5 separate regions of the Mus musculus genome follow, and all the other regions are linked to region 3. A link is a contact called in public HiChIP or PLAC-seq and Micro-C data. All regions are on one chromosome and are shown on one strand. Each heading gives the region's core, a stretch centred on a gene start, on an enhancer-like site or on the middle of the called end of the contact. The rest is flanking DNA. Distances are from core to core; before and after follow the strand shown. Region 1 overlaps Abca4 (ATP-binding cassette, sub-family A (ABC1), member 4). Region 2 holds the start of Cnn3 (calponin 3, acidic). Region 3 overlaps Abcd3 (ATP-binding cassette, sub-family D (ALD), member 3). Region 4 holds the start of Alg14 (asparagine-linked glycosylation 14). Region 5 overlaps Slc44a3 (solute carrier family 44, member 3).

Region 1 (2,700 bases), core at 168-2,667, 350 kb before region 3:
TGCCACCTCAGCTTCCGAAGGGGATGTGGATTTGGGAGGGCTTAGCCTCGCAGGCAAACAACATTGTCCCACCTTGTTCTCCAAATAGTTCTCCTACTCTCTAAATTTAGAAGCAAGCAAAGCCACATTCTAGATTCCACATTTGAGAGAAGGCATACATTTGTCTCTAAATCCAGCTCATTTGGATTAATATGTTACTCTCTGGTTTCATGCCTTTTTCTGAAACGACAGGATTCGATCCTTCTCTGTGGTGGGTGCATAGAACCTCACCCATCACATCTCTGACAGGCACCTAGGTAGGTTCCTTAGCTTGGCTGTTGCAAACAGTGCTGCAGTAAACTTGGATGTGCGAGTATCTACTGTATGTTAACATATGTTCCTTTGGAAATATGTCAGGAGTGGTATAGACCAAACCTGCTCTACTCTTAGCTTTTGGAAAGAATCTCTGCACTGATTTCCGTAGTGGCTCGATGGATATCCCCACCGATGGTGTATAAGGGTTCCTTCTCCCTCTGTATACTCATCAGCAGTTGTAGTCATCTGTCTTCCTCATGACAGCCACTGGCTGCGAGGAGATGGGGTTTAGTGTAGTTATATATATATTTTTTGGGGGGGGGTCATTTTTCTATTTCTTTAAAAAAATACATTATATTTATTTATTTATCCTGGATCATTTTTCTATTTCTTTAAAAAAATACATTATATTTATTTATTTATCCTGGTGGGGGCATACATATATGTGGAGGTCACGAGACACCTGGCAAGAGTCAGGTTTTTGTTTCGTTTTTCTTTTTTTCCTTTTTACAATCAGCTCTTGGTTTTACAATCTGAATCCAGAGGATTGAACTCGGGTCATCAGGCTTGGTAGCAAGGGCCTTAACCTTCTGAGCTATCACATCCCCGTTTTCCAGTTCCCGTGAAGAACGTCATCTGCAGCATGCTGATGGAAATCACCGGTGTTGAGGTAGCCTCCCTAGCACAGCTGTAGCCATTTGCTCCATATCTAGCAGCTACTTCCTATTGTTACTGTAATATGCCCGCCAGTCATGGTCACAGAAAAAGAACTGGACTCAGAGCAGGGGCATGCAGATCACCTACCCTGTTGCAGACCACCTACCCTGTTAGGTTCCGATTATTCTGCGGTTTGTTAATCTTAAGAAATTCCCCATCTGCAGCCGTCACTCATGACCAAGCAAGATAGGGGTTGGCTTGAACTGTTCTGTCTAAATTACTAAGGAAACATGAGAAAAGACCAACCGGTCTACAGCTCCCCCACATCTGCATATGAACTCATTATGGGTTTTGCAGTTTTAGCCTTTATAAGTTGGCCCCGAGAAATGTCCAGCGCACAGCTAGCTTTCAGCTCTAGAGTCTGAGCTGTTCCCTTGGTCACTCAGTCTTTGGATATACGTTCAGTAAACCATCCCTGCTTGACTGAGATTAGTGTTCTTGTGGTTTGCAGGGTGACTTCTGAACCCCAACAATTGGCATGTTGACAGGAGTAATTGTCATGTTGATGGAGGTCATTGTCATGTTGATGGGGATCATTGTCATGATGATAGGGGTCATTGTTATGTTGATGGGGCCCATTGGCATGTTGATGGAGTCATTGTCATGCTGATGGAAGTCATTGTCATGTTGATGGAGATTGTGTTGAATCTGTAGATTGCTTTGAGTGATATCAGTATTTTTCTTGATGTCAATTCTGTTGATCTAAATTCACATTTTGAGATAGTCTTACTATATTGCTCAAGCTAGCCTTGCACTCCTGTACTCAAGTGACTCTCTTGTTTCAGTCTCCCAGTCACTGGAACTAGAAATAAAGGCCACTGTATCCAGATTTAAGCCCATGTTTGCTTGCTTGCTTGGTTTTGTTTTGTTTTTTGTTTTGTTTTTTTGAGACAAGGTTTCTTTGTGTGACAGTCCTGGCTGTCCTGGAACCCACCCCATAGACCAGGCCTCAAACTCACAGAGATCTGCCTGCCTCTGCCTCTTCAGTACTGGGATTAAAGGCATGTGCCACAACAGCCCAGGCTAAGCTGGTTTTTAATTCTTTCCCATTTCTATTCCAAGATGGTGTCTGGACCTTTATCCTGGTGTAACTCCATCTTCTTCATCATTTCCCTTAAAGTCTTGTCCTGTCTATGTCAAACTCTACATGCTTCAGGCTACCTCCAAGTCTCTTTGCTGGCTTTTCTTAAGGTACTCTTCCCTTTTATAAACACCTAGCTAATTCCTGCTCATTTTCCCTGGGTTAGCCCTTTTTGATGTCTTCCTTGACTTTACTGTGGGCCTAACTTGTGATTTCTCTTTTGTGTCTTCTCTGCCCTTTGCAGATAGTTTAGGCACTATCCAATACCACCACTCCTTTCTGTGTCTCTTAGTCCCATGCCTGGCTTAGACAGCCCAACTCTCTTCTGTCTCAACTCTTGTCTGTCTCTCTCTCTCTCTCTCTCTCTCTCTCTCTCTCTCTCTCTTTCTCTCTTTTTTGAGGGGGTATCAAGGCAGGGTTTCTCTATGTTCCTGGAATTCACTTTGTAGAGCAGGCTGGTCTTGAACTCACAGAAATTTGCCTGCCTCTGTCTCCCAGGTGCTAGGACTAAAGGTATGTGCCACCACCACCTGTCAACTCTTGTCATTCTTAACTTGGGTCTCCACCTTTGGGGTTACCTTCTTTCACATAAAGATGAGAAAGTGAGT
Region 2 (2,700 bases), core at 120-2,619, 370 kb after region 3:
TAGCCCTGATGATGCCAAACTATTCTACCGGAGGTGGGACAGCTTGGTGACAATCCTGACATGCTTCGGCTCCCGGGAAGTTAATGGGAATTAAACCACAGCAGCCCTCCTTTGTGGCGCTTTGGCCGGAACAGCAAAAGGGAGACAATGAGCGGTCTGTGCGCAGTTCCACGCCGATTGGCTGGTCACCCCCACTCCCCGAAACCCCTGATGTCATGGACTTGGAATGCAGGCAGGGAGGAAGGAAAGAGAGGATTTGGGGAGGGGGGCGCCTCTCATCTCTTTTCCAGGCCAAAAGTCTGAAAGATAAACCCTGGTGCATTCTTGAGATGAGTACACAGCAAAGCAACGCAGCCAGATTCCAATCACTCCAAAATTGCAACCCGCCACAGCAAATAAACCTCGAACAAAAGCGACCCTGCCGAGATATCGTGACAATTCAACGCGCTGCAAACTTCTCAGGATTGCATTTCTAAGTCTCTCATCTACAGCTGATCCGGCTCGCAGGCTGCGCGTTCAGGCTTTGTCTGGGCTTCCCGCACCAGCGGCGATTGCATCAAGGCACCACCGACGGGCTCCCTTTCCGCCCGCGGGTCCCAGGGGTCGGCGGGACACTCTCCCATGGAGGAGGAGGAGGAAAGGAACAATGAGGGGCCCGGGTTGGCCACGTAACCGCCCAACTTCGCTTGTGGGAGGAGGGGGCCAGGATGGAATGGGAGGAGACGCAGGGTCCCGCGGCAGCCCCAGCCCAGGCGGATGGCGGGGGCGGCAACTCCCGGAGACCCAGCCGTAAGGCAGGGCCCCGCCTAAGGGCCACAGGCCACTCAGGAGCGCCCCCTTCCCGGAGGGGCGCACCCTACAGCCTTGGAGCGGGCCCTGCGGCGCTGCGGGACTCCAGGCGTCCGGGAACCCCCACCGCCCGCCGGGGCCGCGGCGCGGGAACAAAGCCAGCACCAACGCGTGCGAGCCAGGCTCCGCGAGCCGAGGAGCATCTCTCTCTCCCGCAGCCTCGACGTCTCTCCGCGGCGGCTCCCAGCGCCCCCACCGCCGCGGCAAACCCCCAGCCCGCCCGCGCGCGTACCTTGTTCTTAACTTCGGCGGAGAGCCCGTAGGAAGGGCCCTTGTTGAAGTGGGTCATGGCTGTTTGGACGACTGGAAGAGTTCTAGCGGTCAGTCACCCTCGGTGTCCCTGCTCTTAGCCCCAGCGGCGGCCGCGCGGGTGATGCACGAGCTCGCTCCCCTGCGCGGCGCCGGAGAAGCCCGAACGCCGCAGACGGACGCGGATGATGCTTCGAGGTTCGCTAGGACTCGAGTCCCGCGGAGGCTCCGGGTCGCTCTGGACTGGGACCGGCTGCCCTGCTCGCTGCCCGCTCCGCGGCTCCGCACGCTCTGCCCCCAGCCTGGTCTCCCCCCACCCACCCCCGGGCCTCCAGGGATTGGCCGGCGAGCCCGACCAATGAGCGCCGCCTCCTCCCCCCTCGCCTGCTCCAAGGCTTCCCGGCCAATGGCAGCGCGGCGGGCGCGGCGCTCCCTCCCGCGGGGTCCCAGCCCCCGGCCCCGCCCTCACGCCACCTAGGACCTCGGCGCCCCTCCTCCCCGCTGGTCAGCGGGCTGCGACCGCCCCGCCCCGGCGCCTAGGGGCTTCTCAGCCGCCTTGGTTCTCATCAACTCCCAGGCATCTGTGGCGCTCCGACGGTGGAGGGGGACAGGAAGCTCCCCGAGCTGGCCCGCCGCTGACCGGCCACTCCATCCGTCTCCTCCCGGGCTACAGCGCGCCCAGATGTTGCGCTGGAAACCCGGGGAGCAGCCTTCGAATCCACGTGCCAGGCCGGGGGCGGGGGGGGGAGGCCTGCGTGGACATCTGCCAAGTCTCCCTCCCCACGCAGCTGCCGCACCTGTGGGGCTGACCTCTGCCTCGGTCAACGCTCTTTGCCAAAGTCCTGCTCATCCTGTCTAAACTTTGAATGCAGAGCGAAAGAAATTGGGAAAGTGTTGTGGCACAGCCAGGTTTTGGGGGGAGGGGGTACAGCTTTTTGGGTCCTTTTCTGGAGTCCCACCAGTTGCCCTTGGCAAGCACCTTCACCGGGGGTTCAGCCAGCCCAAAAGGCTAGGTAGTTTATTTGTTTTTAATTAGAGGACTGCCTTGACTGAGAAGTCTACCTGCTTTGGTTTGTTTTTTAATCTCTTTGAATCAGCACTCTGTATTCTTTTCCGTCCCCTTTCCTTTCTTCTGATCTCAAAGGCAAACTGATAGAGGAAAGGTGAGAACAGAGAGCACGCTGTCCCCTGCCTGTGTTCCTGGCACTACACTGGGCTATATGTCTTTGAAAGATTAGCTCATTCACTTTCCCAAAACTTACTCGGTAGACTTCAGATCCGTTTTAGTGGCTTGAAGGCTGCAACTCAGAGATTCCTAATAATGACAGCTATCACTGCCTCCAGAGTGTCACCGCTTGCCTTGGTGTCTTGGGGCACATCTAGGACAGGTTTTAGTCCTCTGGGTGTCAGTATGTTGGTTTATGTTTCCCAAATACAGCTGACATTCCAGAAGAGACTACAGGACCAGGGTCAGCCACTTGCATGGAAAAGAGAAGCCCAAATAGCCCAAGTTGAACCTTTCTGGGATAGAAATAAGGGAGTGTGGCATAGTGTCTCAAGCACTCTATCCCAGCACAAAGAGGATTGCTGTGTTGGGATAGA
Region 3 (2,700 bases), core at 22-2,521:
TTAAGGAATGATGTTCCCCTTAAAGCCAGACAGAAAAGATCAACAATAAAAGGAACAACAACTTAAAAAGAATTATTTTTAAATTCACACCACCCCCCCCCCCCAAGCTCATGCCTAGTAGCATTCACTCCTTGTTACCCCTGGCAACTGCTCATTTACTGTTTGTCTATTGATTTGCCTGCTCTGGGGCATTTAATGTTAATGCGATCATTCAGTACGTGTGGTCCTGCAGGCCTTTCACTTAACATGATGTTTTCAGGTTTCTTCATATTGTTACTATACTATTTTATGCTGAGTAGTATTGTGTTGTGTGGGTTATATCACCAGGTAAGGGATTTTTACATTAACATAAACATGAAGCTTATGAGTAGTGCAGCTGTGGTCTATAACAGGATGGAATTTGGGGTTATGCAGTAACTAAGTTGACATTCTTTTCAAATAAATGGCATTTATCCCTGTGTCAGTTTATTGGCTTTAATATCTGTACTATTAGTATGGTTTTGAATGTAATTCTTATACCTAGTATGTATTACTATATAGGCTATTATATAAAGTTTAATTTGCTTTCCTTTTCTTCCTTAAAATTATTTCTAGAATTGACTAATAAGCATCAAAGTGATTATTACCCTGTTACATCCTTTAAGCCCCACCCGCTTCTCTCTATCTTGGTCTGTCTGTCTGTCTCTTTGTCCACTCTGACTATCAAATTGTAGCAAAATTTATTTCTCCATTAAGGCCACTCCCCCCACCCCTTGTTTTTTATTTGAGACAAGGTTTCACTTTGTAGCCTTGGCTGGCCTGGCTGGCATTGAACTCACAGAGGTCTGTCTACCTCTGCCTCCTGGGTGTGGGTTTAGAGGCAGGCACCACCATGCCTGACCTACTAGTAATATTTTAAGAGAGGGACGGAGTTGGGACAACTTGAGGGAGATGGTTCTCTTTTTCACCCCATGGTTGACTAGGGGTCTGGAAAGGGCTGGGAAGGATGTGTTCTGGGGTAGCTTGTAGTTTTTGGGTTTCTCTTTTCTACTCTCCCAGTCTAAGGATAGTAAAGGAGATATTCCCACCAAAAGCTATAGATGCCACTTTCTCCTTATCTTTGTAGAAGGTTGTAGATTTATTTGAAAATAAATCTCTAAGGGAGGAGCCACTATCTTATCTCAAACTCTGTCCTGACAACAGATTCATGACCTCTCTAGTCCTTTAGCCCAGTGCTTTGTAGGCACCTCTGCCTTTTGTCATTCGTTTTCTTTCTCAGGTCTTGATGCTAAGTGTGCACTCCATTGTCCTCAGCACTGGGTGTGTGCACTCAGACTTGCTGTTCTTTGTGCTTTAATCCCTCTACTTTGTCACATTTCAGTGTGGAGATCTTTCTGTGTCTCACTGCCCAAATTACTCTTTTTCTCATGACTCTGGCTAGTCGATCTGTAATTACTTCTTCATTTACTTTTGTCTGTGTTCCTCTTATTAGAAATGGATTGAATATAGTAAGGAGCTTAGGAATTTATGAGTTAGAATCTGCAGATTGTTGTATATTGAAAACATTAAGTGATAAATCTAGTAACCCAGAAGGCAGGCAGGCAGGCTGGCTGACTCTCTCTCTCTCTCTCTCTCTCTCTCTCTCTCCTTCTCCCTCCCTCCCTCCTTCTCCCTCCCTCCCTCCCTCCCTCCCTCCCTCCCTCCCTCCCTCCCTCCCTCCCTCTCTCCCTTTCTTTCCTCCCTCCCTCCCTCCCTCCCTCCCTCCCTCCCTCCCTCCCTTTTTGTTTTTTTCTAGACAGGGCTTCTCTGTGTAGCCCCAGCTGTCCTGGAACTCTCTGTAGACTACGCTGGCCTAAAATTCAAGAGATCCACCTGCCTCTACCTCCAGAGTGCTGGGATTAAAGGTGTGAGCTACCACTGCCCAGCAGACATTTCTTAAAATTAGGGAAAGTCACGTTTAAGATTTTTTTTTAAAGTTTCTATTTATTAAGAAGAGTCTGGGGCATGGCAGTGGTGGTGGTGCATGAAGCCTTTGGTTCAACCCTGTCACTGCAGAAGATAAACTAAGCAGTAGCTACTTGGTCACTTCTCACTCTGCGCTTCTCAGAGCTTCGGCTGCGCTTTTCCCTTGAGTACTTACACTCTTCTCTCAGAGAGCACACCTCCTCTCTCTTTCTCCTGTTAGGTAATTCTGTCTTCTTGGAATCTGAATACGGAGAGCTGCTCAAGTGTGTGCTATAAATCCAGCTGTCCATCTTAATGGTTGTCTGCAGTGACAGGAAGTGTGGCCCCGTGACCACTGTGCGTCTGTCGCAGTTCCCTTAGATGTGATTCTATAATCACTGTTGCAGCTATCTTAAACTCGGCTCTTTATTTATTTTTTTTTCTTAAAGATTTATTTATTTATTTTATGTTTATGAGTATACTTTAGCTGTCTTCAGACACACCAGAAGAGGGCGTCAGATCTCATTACAGATGGCTGTGAGCCACCATATGGCTGCTGGGATTTGAATTTAGGACCTCTGGAAGATCAGTCAGTGCTCTTTTTTTTTAAAGATTTATTTATTTATTATATGTAAGTACACTGTAGCTGTCTTCAGACACTCCAGAAGAGGGAGTCAGATCTCGTTACGGATGGTTGTGAGCCACCATGTGGTTGCTGGGATTTGAACTCTGGACCTTTGGAAGAGCAGTCGGGTGCTCTTACCCACTGAGCCATCT
Region 4 (2,700 bases), core at 155-2,654, 500 kb after region 3:
CATTAAAAAGGAACAGAAAATTCCTTATTGTCTAGTGACACAGCAACCATAACACAGTAGCCCAAGGTAATCTATGAACAAATTCACTGTGCTGCCTGCAATATAAAAAAGTACAATATAGGGGCTGGTGAGATGGCTCAGCGGTTAAGAGCACTGACTGCTCTTCCAAAGGTCCTGAGTTCAAATCCCAGCAACCACATGGTGGCTCACAACCATCCGTAACGAGATCTGACGTCCTCTTCTGGTGTGTCTGAAGACAACTACAGTGTACTTACATATAATAAACAAGTCTTTAAAAAAAGTACAATATATACTACTATATACAGTTCATAACATTTGATAACAATAATACACAACTACATTACTAGTTTGTGTATTTTTATTAGTGTGTATTTTTTTTAAAGCTACTGTAAAACTGTATGGTCTCCTGCAGAGGCTGCCTTAAACACCTCGAATTTACTGTGTGTCTTGACTGCATCATTTTCTGTTAGGCAATGGTTTTGTTTTACTGTCCCTGGAGCAATAGGTTATAACATATGTATTCCAGACAGCATTGATATAGGTTTGGGTATCACCTTGGTTGTTTAAAGTTGAGTCGTGTTTAACTATACACTCGTCAAAACTGTTCATCTAAAATTTTAAGTTTTAAAATGTTCAGAGCTGACTGGACAGTTTATTACTCATATCCTGTCACTCTGGAGGTATCGTCGTATGGAGTGTCCACGTTTTTATCCTCAGGGACTTTGCGCATTCATAAGTGCGACAACTCTACTTCGTTTACCATGTAATGTTCACATTTCTTAAACTAAGTACAAAGACCTAGAATTAATAACGCACAGCAGCAAAGAGGGCAACAATATGTCAGCATCAAAAGGCTTCGGCGTACTCCGTCGCTAATTATTTGTTAGAAAGCAGTACACTACAGAGAGGCTTAATTACAGACAAGTGTAAATGACCTGTCTTAATGACAGGCGGCTGGGTGGCGTCAGCTAACCAGCATTTTTTCCTGCCTGGGGTGGCCGGTTCCGGGAACGCAAAGAAACTACAAATCTCAGCATGCAGCGCTCCTAAAGGCGCTAAGAAGGGCGAAGAGAGTCGCGATGCATTCTGGGGTTTGTAGTGCCTAACTCAAGACCGTCGGCCTCCGCCCGGATACTTACCGGATCCAGCCACGATCAAGAGTCTGAGAGACTCTCGGGGAGTGACGTGATGGGGCCCAAGCACGGTCCATAGTCGCTGGAATAGCAAGATCACTAGCCCTGCGGCTGTAGCAGCTAGAATCAGAATGCTCAGCATTCAAAGGATGGCGCATGCGTGTAGACCTGGCGCCAGCGGTTAAAGTTTGCAAGCACCGCGCTTAAGAGCAAACAGGGAGCAAAGCGCCTCTCTGTGGGCGGGGATGGTCTGCACTGGGCGGAGCTTGCCAAGTTGGGCGGTCAAAGTTCAGAAGTGTGGCTCTGATTGGAAAACGCAGAACGACGCGTCTCTTGCGTCTCAGTGAGCCGGGTTTGTCCGTGATGGGTGGGGCTAAGGGCAGTTTGCCCAGGAAGCGCTACAAGGAACAGTAATGGTTTTGTTACCCGAGTTTGTGCTGCAGTTGTGTAGTTGGAAAGTTAAGTGCTGGAGAAGTTTGATTTCTGCCAGTGGCGAGGTCAAACTACATGTATGGTAGAAGGACCACGAAGCCCCGGGTTAGTAGCTGCTCCTGTCCTGCCAGGTTTTGCCTGAGGCTCCTGGCATACATCACTACTTCCTTTCTTCCTTACGGGTTCCAAGACAAACCGAACTAGAAAATTTTTGCCAGTCAGAGGCATACTCTTAGGGGGAAAACATTCAAATCCGCCCTTTCCTGACATTTATGTTTTCTAGACAGTTTCACAGATCTCAAACTATAACCAGAATCCGGATCACTTCAAGCTATGTCATATTCCTGGGAGGATTGGAAACCCCTTGGCTTCAGGTAGCAAGGGAGGAAGACATAGCCCTGCAGTTAAGTTTATCACAAAGCATTTCTGGCTTATTCCTCCCGCGGTCCTCTGAAATGATAGACTTCCACTGCCCACTCTAATCCCAGTTGTGCGTGCGTTTGTGAACTTAGCCTAAATTACAGCAAAATAAAACCTCTTGACAACAAACATTCCTTCAGACCCTTATGGGGTTACAGATTGAATAGGTCAGGCATGCAGACAGGTCGAGAAAGGTGCTACAAATTGGCCTAAATGCAATAATGTCATGTCTAGAATTAGAAACCAGAAATCCTAACTCCTGCTGCCTAAGAATGCTACACCATATGGTCCGTTGTTAAATTCAGTTTGGATTGACGATCACATTTACCTGGAGCCTAGAATGCTTTTGGGAGCGATACTGAGTCAGAAGTTCCAGGAAGGCGCCCTGAGATCTCCTTATAAAGCTAGGTGTGTTGGTTCCCGAGTCAGCAAACTGCTTGGGAGATTTCCTGACTGTATCTCTATCTTGTTGATATTATAGCACGGTGCCTGTGGGCTCTTTCATCACTCCTTCTTAACCTCATTCTTTACAGTCAGGTTCTATGTAAATGTTACTCTTTGAATTACAATAGGGAAATAGATTACACAAAAGTTAATTTGCCTGAGGTTATTTATGTGATGAAAATCAATAAGAATGCCAGACTTTTAGACAGATATCATTTGTGGCTCAAGGGCTGGGGGGGTGGGGGTGGGG
Region 5 (2,700 bases), core at 125-2,624, 320 kb after region 3:
TTGGAGATGGCAGACCTGGGGCCATGCTGGTTGAGGTTAGAAGTGGCTTGGAGGCTCTCATCTAAGAAGTCCTAGGTGTTTGTGACCCTGGCAGAGATAGGACAAGAGTGGAAACCATGAAGTCAAGAAGCCAGAGAGAAAGAGAACTATCACAATCAACACTCCCTAAAGCTAAAACACAATGCTAAGGAAAAGAAGTCTTTTAGCCCTCATAACAGTTTGTATGGGACTGGACGGATGGCTCAGTGGTTAGGAACACTGGCTGCTCTTCCAGAGGACCCAGGTTGGGGCACCAGCACACACACAGTGGTTCACAATGGTCTGTAGCTCCAGTTCCAGAAAAACTGATGCCTCTCCCAAACTCCTAAAATTAATAAACCTAAAAGAAATATTATTTAAACGCAGCAATAGTTTTCATGTTGGTTTAAGTCATGTGTGTTGAAGGTGTGAGTGCACATGTGTGCATAGCATGAGAGGCCAGAGGACAACCTTCTGTGTTCAGGCACTGCCCACCTTTGTTTGAGACAGGGTCTCGAAGTGGCGTGGGACCCACCAGGTAGGCTAGGCTGGCTGGACAGTGAGCCACCAGGACCAACCTGGCTCCGCCTTCCAAAGGCTGTGACTACAAAACTCATGTGCCACCACAAGGTTAGTCTGTGTGTTTGTTTGTTTGTTTTGAGACAAGGTCTCACTATGTAGCCCTGGCTGGCCCTGAACTCACTCTGTAGACCAAGCAGCCTTGAACTCACAGAGATCTGCCCACCTCTGCCTCTAGATGCTGGGGTTAAAGGCAAGAGTTGGCTTGTTTTGTTTAGATTTTTAACTTGAGTTCTATGGATCTGACTTAGTTCTTCAGGCCTCTAGGACAAGTACTTGATCCACTGAGCATAGAAACTTTCTAGTCCCAGTTTTCCATGATTCATTTTAAAAAGGGGTTTAGGACCAGGGAGATAGCTTACTGGGTAACACTGCTTGCTACACACAAGCTTGGTCCTGAGTTCCATTCCTGGACCCCACAGTGGGAAGAGAGGACTGACAACCAAGTGATGCTGTCCTTGGACCTCACACATGTGCCATAAGATTTGTGTATTCACATGCACATGCGCACACACAACCTAGTAATAAGTAAAACAAAATTAAAGTAAGTTAAAAATGAATAGAAAAGGGGTTTTAGAAAGCTAATCCTCACATGTGAAAGTATTTGTGAGAAATTCAAATATTCCTTCAGTGGGAGTTGAACATCACTTTCTTTACTTGACAACGTTTGTACTTTCACTGAAAAACCCTGTAGAAATCAGTTCTATTGGCTTTGGGCTCCTCTGTGTGCCTGCCTGTCCTTTCAACCGTGCATATTTGCCAAGGAATGTGGGGAGGCAAAGGAGGCAGTGGCCTTCACCGGGGCTACTTGAGACTGATCAGTTGTTTCCTTTCTTCTCTGTCTCTCTGATGCTTAATTCGCCCCCACCCCACCCCCCCACCCCCACCCCCGGCCACAGTGATGAGCTTGGAAAGAATGAGGCCATTCTAAAAATTAAGCCTAAAAGCAAATAAAATTTCAGAAAAGCAAACAAGACTGCATTGCCCTGCTTCTACTTTCTTGGCAGGAGTAACTCTCGGCCTCCCCTCCCCTCTCCTCTCCTCCATGTCTCATCCCTCCCTCCTGGCAGGACCCCTGAAGAGGACAGAGGCGGCCGCTGGCAGGCTTCCCCTCTCACAGTCTCTCTGGTGGTGGTTTGCAGCCTGGTAAACAGTGAATTCTTGAAGGGACTGGTGAATGCCAGACCCTGGAAGGCTCGGGCGTGTCTGCCGGGTGCCTTGACTTCCTCTCCATGTGTTTGTGATAAAATCAGAGATGAAACTGGCTTGGACTAGTTCCTGCAAGTTTTTCTAGGGGCCTCGGAAGGGGTCTGGATGTGCGTGGACTCAGCTACCCCTGTGTGTCTCTGAGGTCTGAGGGTGTATTAGTTACTCAAGTTTGTTTCAGGAGTTCTTTATTTTGAGTGAATAAAATCAGAACTCAGAGAAGCCATTCCAGAAATAAAGCCGGCTATTCATGGCAGGGCTTTGGGGTGAATCCCTTCCCTTCTCTCTGGAGGAAAACTCTATTTACTTTTTTGACGAGTCAACAGCAGCTCCAGTTCACAGCTCTGCCATCAAAAGATGCTGCCTGCCGGTTCAGTTTTCGGGGAGGACAGATGGGTGCTCTCAGGGGATAGAGGATAAGGGTCAGGCTGGGCAAGATTAAGTTTTAATTTAAAGATGGGGGGTGGAGGGAGGACTTTCTAAGTGTTAATATTTTTGGAGAACTCTCTCAAAATAAAGAGTTAATCTAGCTTTTTTTGGTTACCTAATAACACAATGATTAAAATTCTATTAAATGGGAATCATAGTGCCTACAGTGATTATTTTACTGAGCTAAGGCCAAGTTATGTGATCAGAAGAGGGTGCCTGGTCCACTGTGAATCATTTTGTAAACACATGTGTGCATGCATGCATGCAGGTGTGTGTGTGTGTGTATGAGTACACACGCACACGAACACACACACTCATAGAGGCCTGAGAAGGACACCAGGTTTCCTGATGTATCGCTCTCTACCACCACCGCCACCCCACTCCCCACCCCAACCCCCCCCCCCCCCCCCCCCGCAGGACAATGCCACTTACTGAATCTGGACCTGTCTGGTAGCCAGCAAGATCCAG

What was found. A called contact is a pair of places that touch in the nucleus more often than the background predicts. HiChIP or PLAC-seq counts read pairs in DNA pulled down with a chosen protein or histone mark.
Region 1: a contact with region 3 is called in an H3K27ac HiChIP or PLAC-seq map of embryonic stem cells, with 3 times the contacts expected there. The contact joins two enhancer-like sites. A contact is called at or near these places in 1 of 39 promoter capture datasets (liver), 1 of 15 datasets of contacts at CTCF or cohesin (the NIH/3T3 cell line), 3 of 484 Hi-C or Micro-C datasets (the Patski cell line, brown adipocytes and liver), 6 of 115 datasets of contacts at active chromatin or transcription factors (embryonic stem cells and pancreatic cancer cells) and 1 of 9 other capture datasets (embryonic stem cells).
Region 2: a contact with region 3 is called in a Micro-C map of embryonic stem cells, with 4 times the contacts expected there. The contact joins the promoter of Cnn3 here to the enhancer-like site in region 3. A contact is called at or near these places in 1 of 39 promoter capture datasets (hippocampal neurons), 1 of 484 Hi-C or Micro-C datasets (embryonic stem cells) and 3 of 115 datasets of contacts at active chromatin or transcription factors (embryonic basal ganglia and embryonic stem cells).
Region 4: a contact with region 3 is called in an H3K27ac HiChIP or PLAC-seq map of embryonic stem cells, with 5 times the contacts expected there. The contact joins the promoter of Alg14 here to the enhancer-like site in region 3. A contact is called at or near these places in 10 of 39 promoter capture datasets (the C10 cell line, the HPC-7 cell line, the SN4741 cell line and 6 more), 1 of 15 datasets of contacts at CTCF or cohesin (embryonic stem cells), 17 of 115 datasets of contacts at active chromatin or transcription factors (the 230-238 cell line, T-cell acute lymphoblastic leukemia, acute myeloid leukemia and 8 more) and 1 of 9 other capture datasets (liver).
Region 5: an H3K27ac HiChIP or PLAC-seq map of embryonic stem cells shows a contact between it and region 3, with 2.3 times the contacts expected there. The contact joins two enhancer-like sites. A contact is called at or near these places in 1 of 15 datasets of contacts at CTCF or cohesin (the NIH/3T3 cell line), 1 of 115 datasets of contacts at active chromatin or transcription factors (embryonic stem cells) and 1 of 9 other capture datasets (liver).

What each region holds. Positions count from the first base shown.
Region 1 is chr3:122,144,443-122,147,142 of GRCm38.p6, reverse strand. The region is part of intron 32 of Abca4 (ATP-binding cassette, sub-family A (ABC1), member 4); the gene reads right to left. Among named protein-coding and RNA genes, the nearest start is that of Gm40138, 19 kb to the right of the region's middle. Within about 2 kb of position 1,417, at least 6 of the 459 cell types and tissues checked have an H3K27ac peak or open chromatin away from gene starts, as enhancers often do. A contact at or near this core is called in embryonic stem cells, where this site is marked.
Region 2 is chr3:121,425,210-121,427,909 of GRCm38.p6, reverse strand. Cnn3 (calponin 3, acidic) reads right to left here and starts at 1,369. Exons shown (of 7, transcript NM_028044.2): 1 at 1,082-1,369. The coding sequence starts at 1,138.
Region 3 is chr3:121,792,987-121,795,686 of GRCm38.p6, reverse strand. The region is part of intron 2 of Abcd3 (ATP-binding cassette, sub-family D (ALD), member 3); the gene reads left to right. Among named protein-coding and RNA genes, the nearest start is that of Abcd3, 21 kb to the left of the region's middle. Within about 2 kb of position 1,271, at least 14 of the 459 cell types and tissues checked have an H3K27ac peak or open chromatin away from gene starts, as enhancers often do. A contact at or near this core is called in embryonic stem cells and epiblast stem cells, where this site is marked.
Region 4 is chr3:121,290,444-121,293,143 of GRCm38.p6, reverse strand. It overlaps Alg14 (asparagine-linked glycosylation 14), which reads right to left and starts at 1,404. Exons shown (of 4, transcript NM_024178.3): 1 at 1,161-1,404. The coding sequence starts at 1,296.
Region 5 is chr3:121,468,440-121,471,139 of GRCm38.p6, reverse strand. The region is part of intron 12 of Slc44a3 (solute carrier family 44, member 3); the gene reads left to right. Among named protein-coding and RNA genes, the nearest start is that of Cnn3, 43 kb to the right of the region's middle. Within about 2 kb of position 1,374, at least 156 of the 459 cell types and tissues checked have an H3K27ac peak or open chromatin away from gene starts, as enhancers often do. A contact at or near this core is called in embryonic stem cells, where this site is marked.